2 separate regions of the Mus musculus genome follow, and region 2 is linked to region 1. Evidence: chromatin contacts called from public Hi-C data. All regions are on one chromosome and are shown on one strand. The core of a region is the stretch at or near the end of the contact, and the rest is flanking DNA. Distances in the headings are between cores, read along the strand shown. Region 1 holds the start of D6Wsu163e (DNA segment, Chr 6, Wayne State University 163, expressed). Region 2 has its middle 68 kb from the start of Gm38404.

Region 1 (6,719 bases), core at 1,355-3,854:
TGCTCTACCAAGAAACATCTAACAATAGAGACTATGGAGAAACAAAAGGAGGTCCGTCCTCACCACTCTCTATGAAGCAAGGCAAGCTGTGCAGCAGCATCAGACGTCCATGCAGATGACTGGCATTCTCCTCCACAGGAAACCTGAGGGGCACTCTCAGCTCTAAGCGCTCACGTCCTACCTGGAACTTGTACACAAATTCCCTTTCCTTGTTGCAGAACCTTTCTCGGTTTTTCTTCATATTCTTCAGCAGGGTTTCTGTAGGATGAGCCAAAGAACCATGAGTCAAACGGCCACAGGACACCTCTAAAACACAGCCCATCCCTCAGAGACTGTACCCCACCCCACCCCGCCCCCATGCGATGCTGAACCAACGACTCCAGTCTTCATTTTCCTTCCATTTTATTAGAGAGGATGTCTCACTGTGCATCTTGGGGTGACTTAGGACTACGTATCCTAGGATGATGTCAGACATTTGATTCTCCTGTCTCAGCACACCCCACCCTAAGTGCTGATATTAAAGGTGTGCACCACCACAACCAGTCTATTATAGTGTTTCCTGCTTATTCCTGCACATTCATCTTCGTGACAAAAACCAAATGCTGCTTCTTCCTTTTTTTTTAAAATGAAAAGTTATTTTAAAGTTAATTTCAGAGCAAACAATATGCTCAAGAAGTACTTTTACTCCTAGGGAAGAATAACAAGTAGTTAATACAAGGGAAGGTACAGAGTGGGGGGGGGGCAAGAGGAAATGCTGGAGGAGGGACGGGTTGGGGGTCTGTAAGTGTACAGCTAGCTTACGGAACTCATACAAGTGGCCAAACACAACGGAGACCCAGTGGTAGCTTGAAGATGTTTGATGTTGAAGGTCAGGAGATGTATCAGAAAAAGGATATGGGAACACAAGAAAGATCTCCAAGTAGGAAGCACGGGCACAGAACAGACCACACAGGATGCTGCCCAAGGCACACTGAACACTACTCAGAGAAAAGAAAATGCAGTAAAGACAGTAGGAGTCGAGGTCCCTTAAAGAGCTAGCCATCAGTCTATGTATACACACATATATGTACATATATATGTATGCATTTATATATATATATATATATATATATATATATATATATATATATATGAACTCCCAGGACAGTAGAGATTGTTGTCATTGTTCTTGGTCGTCCATAAAAACTAGATGATAAACTCTGTTGTTAAAGACACTGCACAGCTCAATTGATGATATAAAAAAGCCAAGCTGGAACTCTGCTGGAAGCTTCCTCTTTGCTGGCTATCTTTTATGGTCCTTGAAGATACTAAGGAGGCTGCTATAAGAGAAATTTCATTACTGGTCCAACCCAGCTGTGGACTCTATGAACTCTACTAACCTGCCAGGCAAGACATGCTCATCTGGGCACTAGGGTACCATTATGAGGGTATCCAATTTGCTCTGACTGGATTTGAGGTCAGCTCTATAGGAGCATACCCCTGCCTGGCACTATGATTCCTGTTGGAAACCCATAGCAGGGAAGATGATGGGCCCTGGGGGGGAACATAAATACTGTTGTTCAGTTAAATGGACACTGTCAAACCACCATGTCTATACCCACGACAAGTGCTACTCCCAGACTTAATCAGAGAATTGTCTCTTTCCAGTGAACTATAATGAATGTACAGACTCCAGGTGCCACAAGGTGAGAACATGTGATGGATGGGGACTCGGCCCTAAACAAGGCATTTATACCACCTCTGTGAAGGTTCAAGGAACACTGCAGAATAGGAAGTGGAAAAATAGAGGAACCAGATCATAGAGAGGAAGACAAAATGCCACCTTCTGACAAGACGCTGCCATTACAGCAGTAAACTCACTGCAGTGTCAGAGGTCTGCATAAGATTAGCCTCAGCAGCAGCAGAGGGAAGAGAGAAGACGACTCAGAATGACCCATGTGTCATTAAGGAACTGTTTTCTATGGGCAGATTCAGGAAAAGGGAAGTTATTTTTCAGTTGTGTGCCCACGGGTGCCCCCACCAGGCTCCAATGAGTAGTCGCAATTCAATAGTCTGGTCTAATTAAGATATAGGGTCACAAAAACAAACAAAACCAAACCAAAACAAAAAAAACCCAACGACATGAATCTAGAAAGGGGACTGGTGGAAATGCAGAGATTAGAGGGATGGGCAAGTTAGTAGGGACAGGTGCGACATAAGGTGAGACAGTAATTAGAATACATTGTAACATGAAACAGAACAAAACCAATAAAAACACACGTTTTCATGTTACTCTTTGTTCCTGTGGTCTGTTGCTCTCAGGATACAATTCATCGTAATCCAGTTTACGTCTCCGAATTCTCTGGGTGTGCCTACACCCTGTCAGAGCAACATGCAAAACGACAAGCCTAGTTGACCACAAACACTGAACTGGCAATGGCAAGCTGCACTCCAGCACTTTAGATGGCCCTTAGAAGACTCCTTCTGTTCTTTAAGTCTGTACCAGATACCGTCATTGGGTCCTCCACACTGAAGGGGCTTCTTCGCTGTGGGCTCGAACTCACCTCTCTCATCAGACACCAAAGCACACTTGGAGCTGTCAACGCAGAACTGCCCAAATAAGTCAGCTGACTTCTTGCTTTTTTTTTTTTAACCTCCAATAGATCCACTTTGGCAGATTCGGAACTCATGTTTCTCTTTCCTCAAGCGCCAAGGAAAACGCCTATCCAAGACCCCCTTTGTTCCAGTTATTTTTAAGTTAGTCATTCTAAATATTGGAGGCGTGTCGCTATTTTTATATTGTATTTTAGACTCGGTACCAAATCGCAATTGTGACGAAAGTGCAGTATCAAAACAAAAGCTAAGTCTGAGCAGACAGGATCCAGGATGGCGTGCCCGGGCCACGGTGTGTGTGCGCAGGCGCCCTCTCTTCAGCACGCAGGCGCCGCCTCAGGCAGGCGAGCGGTGATTGGCGGGCTGGCGCAGCGGGGCGTGGAGCGCGACGTCTGGTTTTCGGCGGGAATTGAAACCGCCACAGCTGCTCCCCAGCTCCAGAGCACTGCTGCTCTAGGCAGGGCACCATGGTGCGTCCTATCAGGTGAGTGGTTGGTGACGTCCCGCGGGGCAGAGAGGAAGGACGGGGACGATGGGGGCCACTGTCATGCATGGTTGCGGGAGAGGACGAGATCCGACAGAGGGCAGCGCGATTGGGTGGGTGCTCGTCGCCAGTCTCCGGTGAGAGCCACCCGCTGCTCAGAGGAGCCCGCCTGGCATCTCGCTTGCCGCCCCTCGGCCTCCTTCTGCAGCTGTCGCCCCTGAGTCACCCCACTCCAGAGGGACCTGGTAGGCTAGCATTTGAGTCGCGCTTAACGCGACAGCGAGCGACCGCGTTAAGTGGCTGTCATACGTTGAGCGATACAGAAAAAGCAGGTGTGCCTATTCCCTCAAATCCCTAGGCAGAGAGGCCCATTTAACTTCCAGCTCAAGCCGTGGTGCCCTGTCACATGACCCCCAGTTCCTATCTGCTTTCCTTTAGACTGTTGGAATCTCTCTGTGATCACAACCGGGATGCCAGGCTGGCCATCCATTTAGTAGAATGACTGAATATAGCTGAGACTATGGCCCAGTGGTCCAGTGATTGCCTAGCAGATGAGAGGCCCCCAGCTTCAAACCCCAGTCCTGCAAAACCAAACAACAATAAACTTAGTGAATTCTCCTAGGCCTGTATTGTACTAAGAGCTGGAGGCTACACTCTATTGGAAGAGGGGTGGGGAGAGATAAGGGGGAGTAACAAAATAAACACCACAATGTAACATAGGAGGAAGGAGAAAAGCCTTACTTTAAATCATATGAACGCGTTACCTAGGTAAAATGTAAGGGGCATTCACATGAAATAGGAGCCAAAGCCCAAGGTTCACCATGTTTGAGAAGCAGATTGAAGGTGTGGGATGAACAAGCATGTGGATGGATTGAGGACTGAGTCAGATAGATTACAAAGCAGTTGTAATCTATCTAAATCTATCTAAAGCAGCTTGTAGGTCTTAGGAGTTTGAATTTTATTTGAGACAAATGGGAAATCTGTAGTTTCAGTGGTGGAGGGCCTGAGATATTCTCATTTCACTTTTATAAAGGCCACCGGCTGTTGGTTGGCTCTGAGGGGGACTGGAGTGGCCAGAGCGAAAGCAGGGGGGAGGGGGGAATTGAGATGCTATCAGTTGTGTGTGACTTTGGCACTGTGTGTGTGTGTGTGTGTGTGGTGTGGAGATGGAGCAAGTAAGTTTAGGGTTTTTTTTGTTTTGTTTTAAGATTTATTTATATGAGTACACTGTAGCTGTTCCCAGATACACCAGAAGGGGGCATCAGATGGTTGTGAGCCACCATGTGGTTGCTGGGAATTGAACTCAGGACCTTTAGAAGAGTGGTCAGTGCTCTTAACCACTGAGCCATCTCTCCAGCTCAAGTTTAGGTACTTCTGACAAGTGGTTATAGAGGAGAGAAAACAAAGAATCAAGGTTGACTGTCTCTATGGACTGAGCTACGTCTCTGTATTGACTGAGATGGGCCCCTTTGAGATAATGAGGTTTAGAAGACAGGACTAGATTTCTCTTGCTTCCATGGTGAAATTGGAAGGGGACAGGCATGCAGATATTGAAGACATACTGCTGTTATTTGGGATAGTAGTAGTCACAGTGTTATCCACAGTCCCCTGAATCCTCAGAAGCCCCATGAGATCATGACTGTGGTCTGGTTTTTGTTGTTATTTTGTGTGGTGGGGGGGGGTTGTTTTGTAAATTATTGTGTGAATAAAAGGGGTGAGAATGGTGGTAGACATACATTGTCTTGATTCAGCAGATAACTGTGGGGTCCTTTCTCTTCTTTCCACCTTTCATGGATCCTAGGAGTCACAGGAGGTTGTCAGGGTTGCACAGCGGGTGACTTTGGCCACTGCATCTCACTAGCTCATTACTTGTGTTACAGTAAAGCCAAACCAGTTGTTGTCTTCACTCTTCTGTCATTTACACTGAATGGGGATTGGCACAAACTGAGGCTGTGGTGGTTGTAGTCCTTGCAGTTTCTATTGCCGCATACTCAAATATTTGTTAAAAACAGAAGCCCTTGTGGGCTGGCTCAATAGTTAAAAGAGTGCCTGGTGTTCTTCCAGAAGACTCAAGTTCCATTCCTAACCACGTCAGACAGTTTATAGCTCTTGCAGCTCCTTCCAGCTCCAGGGGGCCCCCAGTTTCCTCCCCTAGCCTTTGCAGATACTGTACTTGTGTGCACATACCCAAGTTTTTAAAGTTCTTTTTAAAAGTAATGGTTTCCTGCGTATCTCACCCTAGTGAGCCTCTAAAATACAATATGTAATTTGTGTTTAATGAATCGATAAGAGTCCATGTCTGTTACAACTCAACCTGAGATATACTTGTCTTTTTAGTAGGCTTTTGGCTTTGTTTACTAATTTTTCAATCCCACAACTTCTTAAGATGCTTTCATATTTTATGTAGCTGTCAAATTCTTAAACTCTGGCGAGTTGGAGAGTAACAAGAACACCTTCCCATTTAAACTGCTCTCTCAGGGAAACACAGGTCTGGACCATGATCTGGACAGTAGACAAGCCTCTTTCACAGAACTCCCATTTTTGCTTGAAAGAAAGGGCTTGTAAGCTTGGGGGCACATAATAGATGACAGAAGGGAAGGAGGGACAGCTTTACGTTGCTCTCCCAGAGGAAGGAGAGTAACCTTTGTACACTGAGCATCCTTTTCTTCTGCCCACTTAGTTCCTACAAAGATGTAGGGACAGACTATTATTGTAAAGTGTACATTCCATTAAGAAAGCATTATTTGGTATTGTAGAGGGATTTTTAAAGTTTTTTTGTTTGGTTTTGGTCTTAGGTGTCAGTGTCTGTTTGGGTATGTGCAATGTCTGAGGAAGCCTGAAGGTTTTTAATCCTCCTGGAGCTGGAGTTACAGGGGATTGTGGGCTGCCTGGCATGGGTGCTGGGAACCGGATTCAGGTCCTCTGAAAGAACAGTGCATACTCTTAACCAGTGAGTCATAGCTCTGCTCTGATAGAATTTTTGAAATATGGTTAAAACTTGACCCGGGCATGGTGGCGCACGCCTTTAATCCCAGCACTTGGGAGGCAGAGGCAGGCGGATTTCTGAGTTTGAGGCCAGCCTGGTCTACAAAGTGAGTTCAAGGACAGCCAGGGCTATACAGAGAAACCCTGCCTCGAAAAAAAAAAAAAAAAAAAAAAAAAAACTGAACAGGTACTTTCTAATGTAAGCAAAGAACAGCACACAGTTTATAAATACCCAGTCACCACTGAACAGAATACAAAGTTTAATTGCTAATATTTGTTTTCTTCTTGCTTTGGGGGTTTCCTGAATTAATTTCTCTTCCCATTATGTGTATTAGGTATGGGTTTGGCTTTTCAGTTAATGCCAAGTTCTTGGCTTTGGATTGAAGTACTTTAGAGAGACTCCAAACACATTTTCCTTTTTTCAAGATTATTAATAACTTTAAGGTGAAGGTAAAAAAATTACTATTTTCAGTAATGAAAAATTTCTGTCTTATTCATAGAAATAGAAAACCAATAAATTATTCACAGTTTGAAGATTCTGGCAATGACTCTGATGGTAAGTAGAGCTTTTTACTTTTCTTTAATAAACTGAGAAATTTATTTCCTCAGAGTTAGATATGGAAAAAATGAAACCCTGGAAACTTAGGTTTAAGCTTTG
Region 2 (6,719 bases), core at 2,072-4,571, 300 kb before region 1:
TTCACGTGGGCAATCCGTGTCTATGCGGAGTGGTTCTTTGTCCCTACATAATTCAGTAACTCAGGACATGTAGCCAAATGGTGAAGACACCTCACTGTACCCCTGATAGTCACACTTCTCAAAAGAAAGGAACCCGTAGGGTCACCATGATACTATCATATTAGAAGAAGCATTTCCTCCAGGACAGTCTTTGGCCAAGCTGCCCCCAAAGGAACCAGATCCCTGAGTTGGGATTCCTTGCCAGGTTTCTGGGACAAGAATGGCAAAATTCTTCACCAAAGGACATGGTCACTGGCTGTTGTGACAAACCCTGAGACCATCAAAGGTCACAGGTTCCTACATTCAGTTCTGGGAACTAGCTGCTGCTTTTGCCTCCCAACAGGCTCTGTGCATCTGCTTTCAGGGGGAATTTTGCTGGCAGTCCCCAGGTTTTCAGACACAGAATCATGATGTCTTGGTCAGACACACCAAAAAGACTGCTTTTACTAGACTAACCACACATTGTGACTTCATTTATAAGTCCTGAGAGGAGGGCTCAGTGGACGGCTTCACATTATACCTCTAACCCCATACTTCATGCTGTGTAAAATACGAGGTGTTTCCAAGTGAATGGACCTAGGATCAAATCCTGGTGTGAACTCCTACTTGCTATGAGACTGGGCAGGTTTCCTAAATCTGCTGAACCTGTTTTCTAAATTGTAGAATGGAACAGTGCTGTTGGTATATCCAAGTCTCCCTGGGATTTGAAGGACTGTACTTGGCCACTTGCCTGAAGGGTTATTAACACCATGATCTAGTTTGCCCACGTATGTAAGACACCGGAAGATGCCCTCTTGCTTTGTTCTGAAGTGGAAATGTTTGCCGACCTCTCATGACTTTCCCTGGAGCAGAAGATCTGGGTTCAAGTCTTCCTCACACTCAGTGGTGTTGGCCCTTGGCAGGTTACTCTTTATCTCTTGCCCTGAAACCCAGCAAGACACAGACATCCTAAGACAGTGGTTCTCAAGCTTCCTAACGCTGCAACCTGTTAATATGGTTCCTCATATTGTGGTGAGCACCCCCCCCCCCACCATAAAGTCATTCCATTGCTATTCATAACTGTAATTTTGCTATTGTTGTGAATTGTAATGTAAATATCTGGTGTGCAGGATATCTGATACGCAGCCTGTGTGAAAGGGTCTTTTGATCCCCAAAGGTTGAACCCCTCTGAGCATACTTTGGGGGCTGAAGATGGAGCTCCATGGTAAAGACTTGCCTGGCATGCTCAGGGACCTTGGCTTTCTCCCCAGCACATAAGCAAGCAAGCACGCTCCTGAGAGGCCTTCAGAGAGTCAAAGTAGAAGGGACTGCATGAAGGAGACGGTGCTTGTGGATTTGAAGTTAGAGAATGTCCCGGCACTCTTGAACTCAGCAGTATCAGGACCATTACCTCCCCTCCCCCACCCCCTGCATCTCTGAAGCTAAAGCCATCCACAAGCCTTCCCAAGGAGACCAGAAGAGAAGCTCAAAGAATGGGCTGGATGATCGCTCGAGGATCCTACGGCCACTCTATGCTCGGGGTCTCAGTCCTCTTAACGCACCCCCTCAGAGACCCTCCTAACGCACCCCCTCAGAGACCCTCCTAACACAATGCATCCCCTCAGACTGAGGCAAGTGAGAAGTTACACGGAGGGGAATTTCCACTTCACAAAATTCAAACAAGATTTTAAATAATCTTTCCTCCTTAAAGGTAGGGAAATCCACTGTGGGGGAAGCACCTGATATTAATTTCTCCAACTAGGTAGGCTTTACCTCGGGAGCCCACACAGCCCAGGGCCTGAGGGCAGCTGAGGCACAGCTCTCCCATGCGGCTTGGAGCACCTTTTACTTGCAGATCTGAGATAGCCTGCAGCTCAGCAGTTTCCACATTGGCAAATGGCAGATCAGCAAACCCCACCACCAAAACTATTGTATTTGCTTATTTTTGTTTCTCTCCGTTTCCTTCCCCGCCCCTTCTTCCCTTGCCTCAAACACTTCCCAGGTGTGTACCACATGCCTGTCACCTTGATGTAATAGATTTGTGGAAAAAGAGCTCGGCCACCTTGGCAGTGAAGAAGATGGTCATTTTACAAACTGAGGCAGGCAGGCACGGAAACTGGGAAGGATGGGAGGGGGTGGAAGGGTGGGCACAGAGGTGGGGGGGAGACACCCTGATACTTGAGCAGCAGATAGGGAAAAGCCATCAGCTTGACTCCTGTGCAGGAAGAATTCCTTCTGCTCCATTTTAAGACAATAGCAAAGGCAGCCTTGCAACCGGGCTTCACTCCCCAAAGAGAGCATCCTTGAAGGTAGCCTGCACTTCCTCCTGTGCCCACCTGGCTCATGGTCCTGACACCTGCAGAGCAGCTCCTACATGAGTGGTCTGTATGGGTTTTAATGTCCCCAGAGGCAGTCTCCTCACATAGTGCTGCTTGCTTTCCTGAAGTGTCGATTACTAGTCTTGTTAATGCTCTATAGCCAAGCCATGTGGGCTTTACAGTACTGACCAATTCCGAGGCTTTATGCTGTTACCTTCAGTGAGCAATTTTATGGCACGCGGCATTTTTAAGGAATGCACGTGTAATAGTAGATATAGTAGTGTAAACCCCCCGGTCTGAAGCAATGACTCCTGTCTTTATAGAAACGGCAGTATAGTCATACCCACGGGGTACCAGGTGGCAGTTAAAAACACAGAATCATGTGGAAAAAAGGCCTCAGTTCAGTCTAAGCGAGCACAAGGCAGTTGCAGAACTATGCATACAGTATGGTATTATTCACTGCGTGGGGAGGGGAAATGACCTTCCGAACAGTACCTTTGTTCTTTGCGACTCATGTAGTCTGCATGTCTGCAAGGGAAAGGGGACATGGTAACTGGTTCTCTCTGGGTGGGCGAGGAAAGGTAACCCCAGCACTCTACCCCTTACCTCTCAGTAGATGGTACCTGCTCTGGTCCCTCTGGCTCCTTTGCTATGCTAGAGCTCTGCCCTTAGAGATACTTCTCAACCCTAGGCTACGCTCTGCAAACTGGGACCCCAGAGCACACTTTTCTGCCGGTAGGGGCAGGGGTGGGATCTTCAGACTCCATTCTTCCAACAGGTGAGCCAGTTTGCACACTTACAGGTTAGGGGAGCAGGCCTGGGAGTCAAGGCAGAGAGGGTGATGCTCGGTGGTCCACGGACCATGAGGCAAGATCGATCGGCCCTGTGCCGCACGCACCCAGGTGGGCAGTTCTGTGAGTGCCGCAAGGCTTTGCCTACTTCATCCAGATTTAGAGGAAGGCCTGCTTTTGCATTGTTCGCATGTGTAGCAATGAACTAAAACAATGTAAAAGGAAGTCAGAGTTTGCCCTCCAGAAACTGAAACTAACAACTCTTTAATGGTGACTCTTGTTATGGCTTGTGGGGAGTGGGCTGAACGGGACAGCCCAGGGGGTAAAAAGGAGTCATAAGGGAAACAGGACACTCATTACTCTGACAGCTGTAAGGAACTTCCCAATTTTAAAGAAAGAAAGAAAGCACGTTTTGATGTCTGTGGGGGCTTTATAGACTGAGAATGGAATTCCCCGGAAGCAAAAGCCGTGGCCGTCAAAAGAATTTACAGCCCACTTCCACTCACGGATGGCCACTCACTGTCAGCCTCAGAGAAAGGTCCAGAAAAGTCCTGAGCAGGTCCTAATACATGGCTGGCTGGCTGAGCAGCCTTCAAAACTGACACTCGGGGGCCACAGAGCAGGGGATTTCCTGTGGGTGGAGTCCTGAGCCAGGGCCCTGGGTTATTCTGAGGTGTCCTCGGTTCCCCACCTTGATTCCAGGAACCCTGTCTGGGATTAGCAGAAAACTGGTATCATGTCCTCAGCTGTGTTCAGAAAAACTAGAGTGGAAGGGTGGGGGGACAGGCCACCTGGTGATCCACTGAAAGGGCCCAGATGCAGGAAAGAGGAAGCAAGAGAGATTGGCCACCTGGGTATACCTAAGGCAAGCTATCCCTAGGCACTGCTAACCACTCCAACCTAGGAATAAAATTAGGATGATATTTTTACCTCAGAGCAACTTCAAAAGGCTATTGTAAAAATAAAAATCTATATATGTATGAAAATGTCCAAAAATAATATTTTATCTAAATAAAGTAAACCAACTCAATTTCAAGGATCAAAGACCTTGGCATTCACTCCACCAATGATCTACTCATGACAAATAAAGATACTCTACAGCAAGGCTCTGGGGAAAATGCAAATTCAAATATCGGTGAGATACTAGCACACACCCATGCACAGCCAAGCTAGCTGGGCAGAGGTGGTCCACACCTTTAATCCCAGCACTAGGGAGACAGAAGCAGGCAGATATCTGTGGATTTGAGGCCTGCCTGGTCTACACAAGGTCCCAGGTCAGCCAGCACAACATAGAGAGACCCTGTCTCAATCAATTAATAGCAGTGATGATGACGATAATGACGATGATGGTGATCTTGTTGATGGTTTGGTATTACTCAAAGGTCTTGAAAACTTCTGTTCACATAAAAACTTGCACAAAGCTGGGGCATGCGGAGACAAATCAATTGGTGATGTGTGAAGACCTGAGCTTGAAACCCCAGCATCCATGTAAGAAGCCAGACAAGGTGATACGCTCTTGTAATCCCAGTGCTTGTAGCAGCAGAGACAGGCAGGTCCCTGGGGCTCCACAGGTGAGCCAGCCAAGCCAAGCTGCAAGTCCCAGGTCCCAGGTAGATGTCATCAAGAGTAACACCAGAGCTTACCTCAGGCTTCCATACACATCACACACACACACAAACACACACCTCACTTGCATTCAGGACCTCTGACCTCTGGGGCAGACCAACCAGTATACCAGTAAGCATGATAAAATACTATAATGGTATAGAAAAATTGCTGGTTAGTGAGGTAACCCAATCACAAAAGAAGTCACTTGATATTAGCCCAGAAACTTAGAATACCCAAAATACAATTTGCAAAACAGAAGAAAATAGCGGGGCGTGGTGGCGCACACCTTTAATCCCAGCACTTGGGAGGCAGAGGCAGGTGGATTTCTAAGTTCGAGGCCAGCCTGTTCTACAGAGTGAGTTCCAGGACAGCCAGGGCTACACAGAGAAACCCTGTCTCAAAAAAGAAAAAGAAAAAAAGAAAAAAAGAAAGAAAGAAAAAGAAAGGAAGGAAGGAAGGAAGGAAGGAAGAAAGAAAGGAAGGAAGGAAGGAAGGAAGGAAGGAAGGAAGAAAGAAAGAAAGAAAGAAAGAAAGAAAGAAAGAAAGAAAGAAAGAAAGAAAGAAAGGGAAAAAGAAAAGAAGAGAAAAGAAAAAGAGAAAGAAAAAGAAAAAAGAAAAGAAAATCAAGAAGGAAGACCAGCATGTGGATATTTCATTCCTCCTTAGAATAGGGAACAAAATACCCATGGAAGGAGTTACAGAGACAAAGTTTGGAGCTAAGTCGAAAAGGTGGACCATCCAGAGACTGCCCCACCAGGGGATCCATCTCATAGTCAGCCCCCAAATCCAGACACTATTGAATATGCCAGCAAGATTTTGCCAAAAGGACCCTGATATAACTGTCTCATGTGAGGCTATACCAGTGCATGGCAAATACAGAAGTGGATGCTCACAGTCATCTATTGGATGGAACACAGGGCCCCCAATGGAGGAGCTAGAGAAAGTACTCAAGGAGCTGAAGAGGTCTGCAACCCTATAGGCGGAACATCAATATGAACTAACCAGTACCCCCAGAGCTCATGTCTCTAGCTGCATATGTATCAGAAGATGGCCTAGTCAGCCATCATTGGGAAGAGAGGTCCCTAGGTCTTGCAAACTTTATATGCCCCAGTACAGGGGAATGCCAGGGCCAAGAAGTGGGAGTGGGTGGGTAGGGGAGCAGGGTGGGGGGAGGGTATAGGGAACTTTCGGGATAGCATTTGAAATGTAAATAAAGAAAATATCTAATAAAAAGAAAGAAAGAAAAATTACTGGGGAAGGTGGGCCACTCTTTTATCTCAAATGACACTTGAATTCATCAGTCTCTCAAGTGATATTTCAAAGCAGACTCCATTCCTTAACTTAACTTTGAATTAACTCCAAACTCAGAGAAGTTTCAAAAATAGAGCAGCGTTCCCCACCCCCTTCGCCCAACATTCTCAAATATTAACAGCCCCAGGACAACGGTCAAAACCAGAAATTTTATATTGTTGTGCAGTCAACACAATATTACAGTCAGACCTGCCGTCGTTCAGACTATTAATGGTGGATGATGACATCCTGACATCCACATTCCACGGGCCAGCATGCGCCTGCCCTGTGCCCTGCACCCCCTTTCATCATGTGGAAAGTCCACACGATGAAATCTTTAGCTTCTGAATCTTTACACTTTCAACGCGTCTTTGCTAGTTCCTCTGCAGAAGGCTCTCCCTCCGCACTCATCTGAGGCTTCCTTGAGATTGATTACACTAGGGCCTTACACCTTAGCCCAGAGCTCTGAAGCCGAAGTGCCATGCACCCCCAGGGATTATACGATGTCAGTAGGCCAGGTGATTTCTCATGGCTTAAATGGGGTCTTCCAAGTTGCTGCCCTTCTCATTCAAATCAATAAATATCTCATGAGATAATTCAAAGACTATTTTTTTTCAGCTTTGGGTACTGGGATAGGGTCTATTCTTTAATTTTCACTTTAAAAATCACAATAAATGTGAATATAAGAATAGTT

What was found. Hi-C and Micro-C count contacts between places; a contact is called where the count stands out from the background.
Region 2: a contact with region 1 is called in a Hi-C map of CD4 T cells, with 2.0 times the contacts expected there. The contact joins the enhancer-like site here to the promoter of D6Wsu163e in region 1. A contact is called at or near these places in 2 of 39 promoter capture datasets (both in the C10 cell line), 2 of 484 Hi-C or Micro-C datasets (CD4 T cells and erythroblasts) and 2 of 9 other capture datasets (adipose tissue and liver).

Annotation. Positions count from the first base shown.
Region 1 is chr6:126,935,851-126,942,569 of GRCm38.p6, reverse strand. D6Wsu163e (DNA segment, Chr 6, Wayne State University 163, expressed) reads right to left here and starts at 2,604. Exons shown (of 14, transcript NM_138594.3): 1 at 2,544-2,604; 2 at 64-258. The coding sequence starts at 241. It overlaps Rad51ap1 (RAD51 associated protein 1), which reads left to right and starts at 2,983. Exons shown (of 9, transcript NM_009013.4): 1 at 2,983-3,076; 2 at 6,562-6,617. The coding sequence starts at 3,060.
Region 2 is chr6:127,236,978-127,243,696 of GRCm38.p6, reverse strand. No RefSeq gene overlaps it. Among named protein-coding and RNA genes, the nearest start is that of Gm38404, 68 kb to the left of the region's middle. Within about 2 kb of position 3,321, at least 87 of the 459 cell types and tissues checked have an H3K27ac peak or open chromatin away from gene starts, as enhancers often do.